Regions from separate parts of the Salmo salar genome. Here region 1 is linked to region 2. The links are chromatin contacts, called in public Hi-C maps. All regions are on one chromosome and are shown on one strand. Each heading gives the region's core, a stretch centred on a gene start, on an enhancer-like site or on the middle of the called end of the contact. The rest is flanking DNA. Distances are from core to core; before and after follow the strand shown.

Evidence for each region. Hi-C and Micro-C count contacts between places; a contact is called where the count stands out from the background.
Region 1: a contact with region 2 is called in a Hi-C map of gill, with 5 times the contacts expected there. The contact joins the promoter of LOC106562059 here to the promoter of LOC106562058 in region 2. A contact is called at or near these places in 2 of 3 Hi-C or Micro-C datasets (gill and muscle).

The regions. Positions count from the first base shown.
Region 1 is chrssa11:14,973,937-14,977,195 of Ssal_v3.1, reverse strand. It overlaps LOC106562059 (piezo-type mechanosensitive ion channel component 1), which reads left to right and starts at 1,428. Exons shown (of 50, transcript XM_045689069.1): 1 at 1,428-1,506. The coding sequence starts at 1,497. LOC106562060 (DNA replication factor Cdt1-like) reads right to left here and starts at 861. Exons shown (of 9, transcript XM_045690351.1): 1 at 763-861. The coding sequence starts at 861.
Region 2 is chrssa11:14,835,488-14,838,615 of Ssal_v3.1, reverse strand. It overlaps LOC106562058 (cytosolic iron-sulfur assembly component 2B), which reads left to right and starts at 1,826. Exons shown (of 5, transcript XM_014126601.2): 1 at 1,826-2,078; 2 at 2,227-2,306; 3 at 2,444-2,569; 4 at 2,704-2,749; 5 at 3,037-3,128. The coding sequence starts at 1,952.

The DNA of each region.
Region 1 (3,259 bases), core at 179-2,678, 140 kb before region 2:
TCAAATTATTTAGCTACTAGTAGCCAAACTAGGAAAATAAAAATGAATTGTTGTGAGGTCTGTTGTGTCTAGCTTATGACTATAATATCAGTCAGTTAACATGACCTTTATTAAGCCGTTGTACTTGTTTTGATTAGCCTACCTAAAAGTGACGTTATTTTGATGAAGATTGTCTTAGAACAACACGTAGTTATGAGATCTAAGCCTGTGTTTACCACACACACACACACACACACACACCACCTTAATTTACGCAGTTTATAAAAATATAAACATTAAAATGACCCCATGGCGGCCTACGAAAATACGCCATTATTAAGCCAACATTACCTTTTCGTCGTCTTTGAAGAGAATCAATTTCTTCCTGACAGACTTCGGTACAACTTTAAACCGCCCAGGACTTGTCCCTGCAGCGATAGAATGTTTTTTTGCCCCGATCCGAAGACGCTTCTTTGCGATGATATGGTCAGCAGTGGTTGTAAATACAGTTGATCCAATATCGAACTCAGCATCTGCAGAGGTCCTCTTGGGAGTTCGAGGGCTGGGGAAAAGTGTTTGTTTTTCCGAGTCGGTCCTCGCCAGCACAGCAGACACTCTCTCCACCTTATCGACCGAAGTCGCCTCGTCAATAACCCTCCAAAACTCCTCTTGTACACTGTTTTCAGAACATGTGGATTTTGAAGTCTTTATCATAACCGTTGTTGTAGATGCCGCATTCTTGCTTTTCGACCGAGTTGATCTTGTGCTGGGATGACTTGTTACAGTGTCCACAACTTGGGTTGTATTGCCATCACCATGCGCAGCCCCACCAGCATCTTTCTTTCTCTGGACGTAAAAATCGGTGACCCGCGCCTGAGCCATAATGATGCCAATCTAGAACCACACAATTCTCTTCTGGTCAGGAAAGACGAATGACCAAACTATAAATAAAGTCCAACTCAGCAGCTTGAGCCACCGAGGTATATATGCAGACCTGATCAAAGTCTATATGACCGGAACGTCAACACGCTTTCGCGCGAAATGGACACGTGACCTTCCCAAGCCTCCTCCCGCCGCGTTTCAAATAGATGTGTTTAGTGATTGGCCAGTGTATCAACTCTTTTGAACGAATCAGTTGTTGATAAGGCTGTGTCAAAGACAGTGCGGTAGGTAGTTTAGAAACGATTGTGTGATTGATGGGATTTTATTCCTGATTAGCGTTGATTGCATTTGATTAGAGCCGTTTATGTCTAGAAGAGATACTGCTTTTGTCAAAATGGACTTTTCGTAGCAGGTTTAGGATCATTTACGCAGCATGTTAGGAGCATTAAAGTAGGTTAGGAGATTTAGGTTAAGGTTAGGAAAATAGTTAGGGTTAGCTAAAATGCAAAAACATTTATTTTTATTTTTACATCAATTTGACAAAAGCTGTATCGCATCTAGACATTACCGCGTGAGCCAGTTGCTCCGTTCTGGCCGAAGGCAACGTGAAGTAATGAGTAGGATTCTGTGTTCTCATGTGCAAAGGTGGTTGCTTTTTTCTTCTTTTTACTAGTTTCCCTCGTGTATAATTTGTATCTGCATGCAGTGAAAATGTGTACTTTTTATTGTACGGTAGGTCAATGCTATGTTATTTCTATATTTTGAGTTTGAGTTGGTGATGGTTTCCTATCTGGCCATGTACATTTGAGATTATTGTAGGTCATGCATTCTGGATGTCTATGAGTTAAGTAGTGTGATTATCTGACTGCTTCCTCTTTTTTTATGGAAATTATTTGAAGAGGGTTTTCTTGATGTGAGTGTGAGAGTGATGAGTTGGGCTTGGTGTACCGCTAGATGACGCTAATGATTTACCAGACAATATTTATTTAGAAGATTGTAGAATCAATTTCAAGCAGGTTACAGTAGTTTGAAACTTCTTCAAAAGATTACCGAGTACGAGTTTTATGTGTATAATCTCAAAATTCATAGGCTACTGGTTTTACTACGCAGTTAAGGTAGGGTAGGAGTGTCACATAGCAATATTTCACCTATAATTTCCTGCCATAGGCTAAAGTTTGTAAGTGTCATGTGTCAACGCAAAACGACGATGTGCTCAAGTAGGAAAATCGCAGGCGATGGTGCTGTCATTGAGAGATGTTCAAACATGCGTTAACTATGATATAGAATAGCTGAATAGTTTGACAATGAATTCGTTTCTTTCGAAATGACCGTACATTAATTGGGTATGCTTGTGGGATAGTCTTCCACGTGGACAGGTTGCTTTCGAAAACACACATTAAAATTGTTAGTTAGGTTATGAAGAGAGAGAAAAAATTCAGAGGAAGTGCCAACCCAGTGAGAGTGAATTGGATTTACAGCGACTGAAAGAACAGTTCATCTGTTGCAGTAGGCCTACTGGTGAATCACTTTTTCCAGGAAGATATTGCTTTACAGGGAATATTCAGTCCAAGGGGCGGCAAGAGAGGAGAGTTGTTTCAATACGGGAGAGCTGGTAGTTCGTTTTGTTTACAATTTCGTGAGATTACATTTTATATCCCCGCATTGTGAGGAGGTGAAGATGTCTTGTGGATTTACAGAACAAGAACCGCAATAGATTTCATTAGTCCATCACTCTGGAAACTTGAAAAAGTTTACTTTTGGAAGTCATTTGTCTGCCTAGTGGAATGACCGCACCGCTTTATTTTCTCGGTTCAAAAGACTGTTTTAAAACCATGAACAGTTATTGCGGACTGAGTTTATTAAAATTGTTTGGGTGGAATGTAACGTTCCGTCGAGGAATGTCAGCGGGGCTGTAGACTGGAGTTAAGCAGTGCATTTGGGACGCGACCTCATGGAGCTTCAGGTGGTATGTGGACTGCTCTACTGCTTCCTTTTGCCGACGTTCTTGTTAGCAGGTAAATTGTCAGTGTTTCCATTGTGAATTGAATTAAGACAGAATTCAATTTTACTGCTCAATAGGTCTAAATTATTGATATTATGTTATTTTGCTACATATTCAATTTGCGTGTCATGCTATTATTTATTGTCTACTTTTTAGGAATTTTTTTTCATGTAATTTCAGGCAGGGGTAGGCTACAATAAAAACATGAACGTACAGAAAACTGACAGAATGACATTGATAGATCAGATAAACATCACATAATCTGAAATTGCAATCACTTCTGTATGAATAGGATTATTATGGGTTAAGTATTTGACTTCCCTCTTTTGCACGGTGGCCCAATGAAGATAGGCTATACTTATTTCTCTGTTTGTCCTGTTTTCCCCAGTTCAGATA
Region 2 (3,128 bases), core at 577-3,076:
CTATATATACACACTATATACACACTATATTCACACTAACTATACTATATATACACACTATATACACACTATATACACACTCACTAGACTAAATATACACACTATATACACACTCACTAGACTATATATACACACTCACTAGACTATATATACACACTAACAATTTATTAACAATTTTAGAAGAGTTCATTTTAGGAAGACGAGAGTTCTAGAAGCTAGTGAGTTTTTCAAAAATTAAGATTGTAGAAAAATATATATATTTAGAAATGTTTTTAATGGTTGACAGCCAGTAGACACCATGTTTATATTGGTGAATATTATTTGATATGACATACATTACCTTTTGTTAAATAGTAGCCTAGGAGTTTCTTCAAGAAATGGCCATGTCACAGTCTGGATGATGTATTTTGGGAGAGAGTGGTAAGCAACCTGAAACTCCTGAAACCTATAGCAGTAGCCATTGCACGGATTGAGGGAGACATTGCCATCCTGTCTGATGTTCAGATGTATGAGAAGAAATCTGTACTGCCCTGCCCACTTCACTGTTGCTCCAAGCAGAGGAAACTGCACTTCTGAAATATATCAAAAAGCATGAAGACTTCTGCCTGAAGCCCATACACGTCGCAGCGTAGATGTTGGACCCCAAGTACGCTGGCAAGAGCATCCTGTCTGGTACAGAGATCAACAAGCCCTATGGTGTCATCACTACCGTGTCTCGCCACCTTGGCCTGGATGAGGGAAAGGTTCTTGGCAGTCTGGCGAAGTACACTTCCAAGCAAGGGCTTTGGGATGGAGGTGCAGTATGTCAGTCGTGCCAACATCAGCCACCTGGTGGAAGGGACTTTGTGGATCTGAGGCTCTTTCCCCTGTTGCTTCCATCATCCTCCAAATCCCACCAACATCAGCTGCCTCAGAGCGCAATTGTTCCTTGTTTGGGAACACACACCCCAAAGCACGCAACAGGCTGACCAATACAAGGGTTGAAAAATTGGTGGCCATCCAGGCAAATTTGAGTTTTTTTTAGCCTGACAACGAGCCATCCTCAACCAGGTTGGAAAGTGACAGTGAAGAGTCTGATGTTCAAGAGGTGGACATTGAGGAGATCCAGGGAGAAGACTTTCGTTGTTCAGTGAAATCATCCCATGTCAACTCATTTAATTAAAGTTCAATTCGTAACTAAATTGTTTTTTACATTTCTATTGGAAGGATTTAATCATTTGCAATTATGTCTACTTATAAGGTAAAAGGTTTATGTTTCTGCCTCCATATGATATTGTAAATATATCCAATGCAACAAACATCTACATTTAAATGGTATTAATATTAATTTCCGTATATTTCCGTTAATTCCCATATATTCCCGTTAATTCCAACGGGAAGTTTCCACCTCTGAATATTCCCCAAAATGTGCAACCCTCACAGACACAGGTGATTAATTGTACAATTATGGGTTAGGCTTGACTTTGAAATGGTGCATTGCAGATGTATTCTAAGTCGTCAGATGTTACTTATACTGCTACTAAAGATATTAGCTAGAGCTTATCATTTGAGTCTATGGTAAAATGCTGTTTTGCCTGGGATTCACAATTCACATGTGTAAGAGGGCTAAATGAATTGCTGTTTTATTTATTATTTATTTTTGCATAAACAATATTTTGTACTTGGATCATTATTGTCATGCTTCTGTGTAGCATTTCCATTATATATTAACATTGTAGTTCAATTGTACATTAACATTGTAGTTCACAGTCACATTGCAGAATTTAAGATGAGTATGCTGCCACCTGCCGGATACATCTGGAAATCCAACATAACACTAAATCGCTGCGCTGCGCCTGCGTACGTTTTGACGTCTACAGTTTCCGGAAGTGGATCGTTCAGTCCCGTGGTTCAGAGTAAAAAAACGATAGCACAAACAAATATACGTATTTCTTTCATTTCAACATCACAAATGTCAGGAGGGACCCTTTTAGAGAACGCGAATCCCTTGATTTTTCAACGAACAGGCGAGAGACTTCAGACCGCAAATGACGAGGACGAAGATGTTGCTGATCCCATCGACGACAGAGAAATATTTGATATCCTTTCTGTGTAGCTAGCTTAAAGGATACATCCCTTGAGCTTTCAATGTCATACTAATTAACTTTGCATATGATGCTTAATTCTTTAATAAGAAAGCTAATTTCTCAACATTGTGTTATCAGATTTCACCTTAACCCACGCTACATCTCATCAGATCCATTAATGATCCTGAACACCCACTGTCCCTCGAGGAGTTGAACGTCGTGGAACAAGTGCGAGTGCGCGTGAGTTAAACTTCTTTCACAACTTTTCCCCCAGTTAGAAGTTCGACACACAGACACACTTGTGTAGCTACTAAGGACAGCAGATAGTCCATAATGTGTTAGCCTAATAAAACCACCAACTTTATTTTTCTTTATAGGTAAATGACCAAGAGAACACAGTGGGTGTGGAGTTCACCCCCACTATACCCCACTGCAGCATGGCAACTCTCATAGGCCTGTCCATCAAAGTCAAACTGCTGCGATCCCTGCCAGAAAGGTTTAAGGTGGGTGAAATAAATGAAGTCTGCTTTCTGGTGAGCTGTTAGAGGAGAGCAAGCTTTAATATGATTTCATTGTCTGGACATTTAACATTAACATAGTGTGTCATGTCCATCTATGCCTAATCATATCTCCGCAGATTGATGTGCACATCACTCCTGGGACGCATGCCTCAGAAGATGCAGGTAAAGTGACATACCTCTGAAGTTTTGACGAAAGCAAAGTTGGAAGGACACAATTATTATTTCAATTAAAAATCATTATTTATAACATTGTCAACGTCTTGACTATATTTCATATTCATTTTGCAACTCATTTCATGAATGTTTTCATAGAAAACAAGGGCATTGCTAAGTGACCCCAAACTTTTGAACGGTAGTGTATATCTTAAAGTGAAGTATCTGAGTGTCAGCGTCACCCAGTTACCGTGGAATTGCCCCTAACTAAACCCTTTGCTTTTGCTTTGTTCCAGTCAATAAACAGCTGGCAGACAAAGAGAGAGTGGCCGCTGCCCTCGAGAACTCCCAGCTTCTGGAGGTGGTCAACCAGTGTCTGATATCCAAT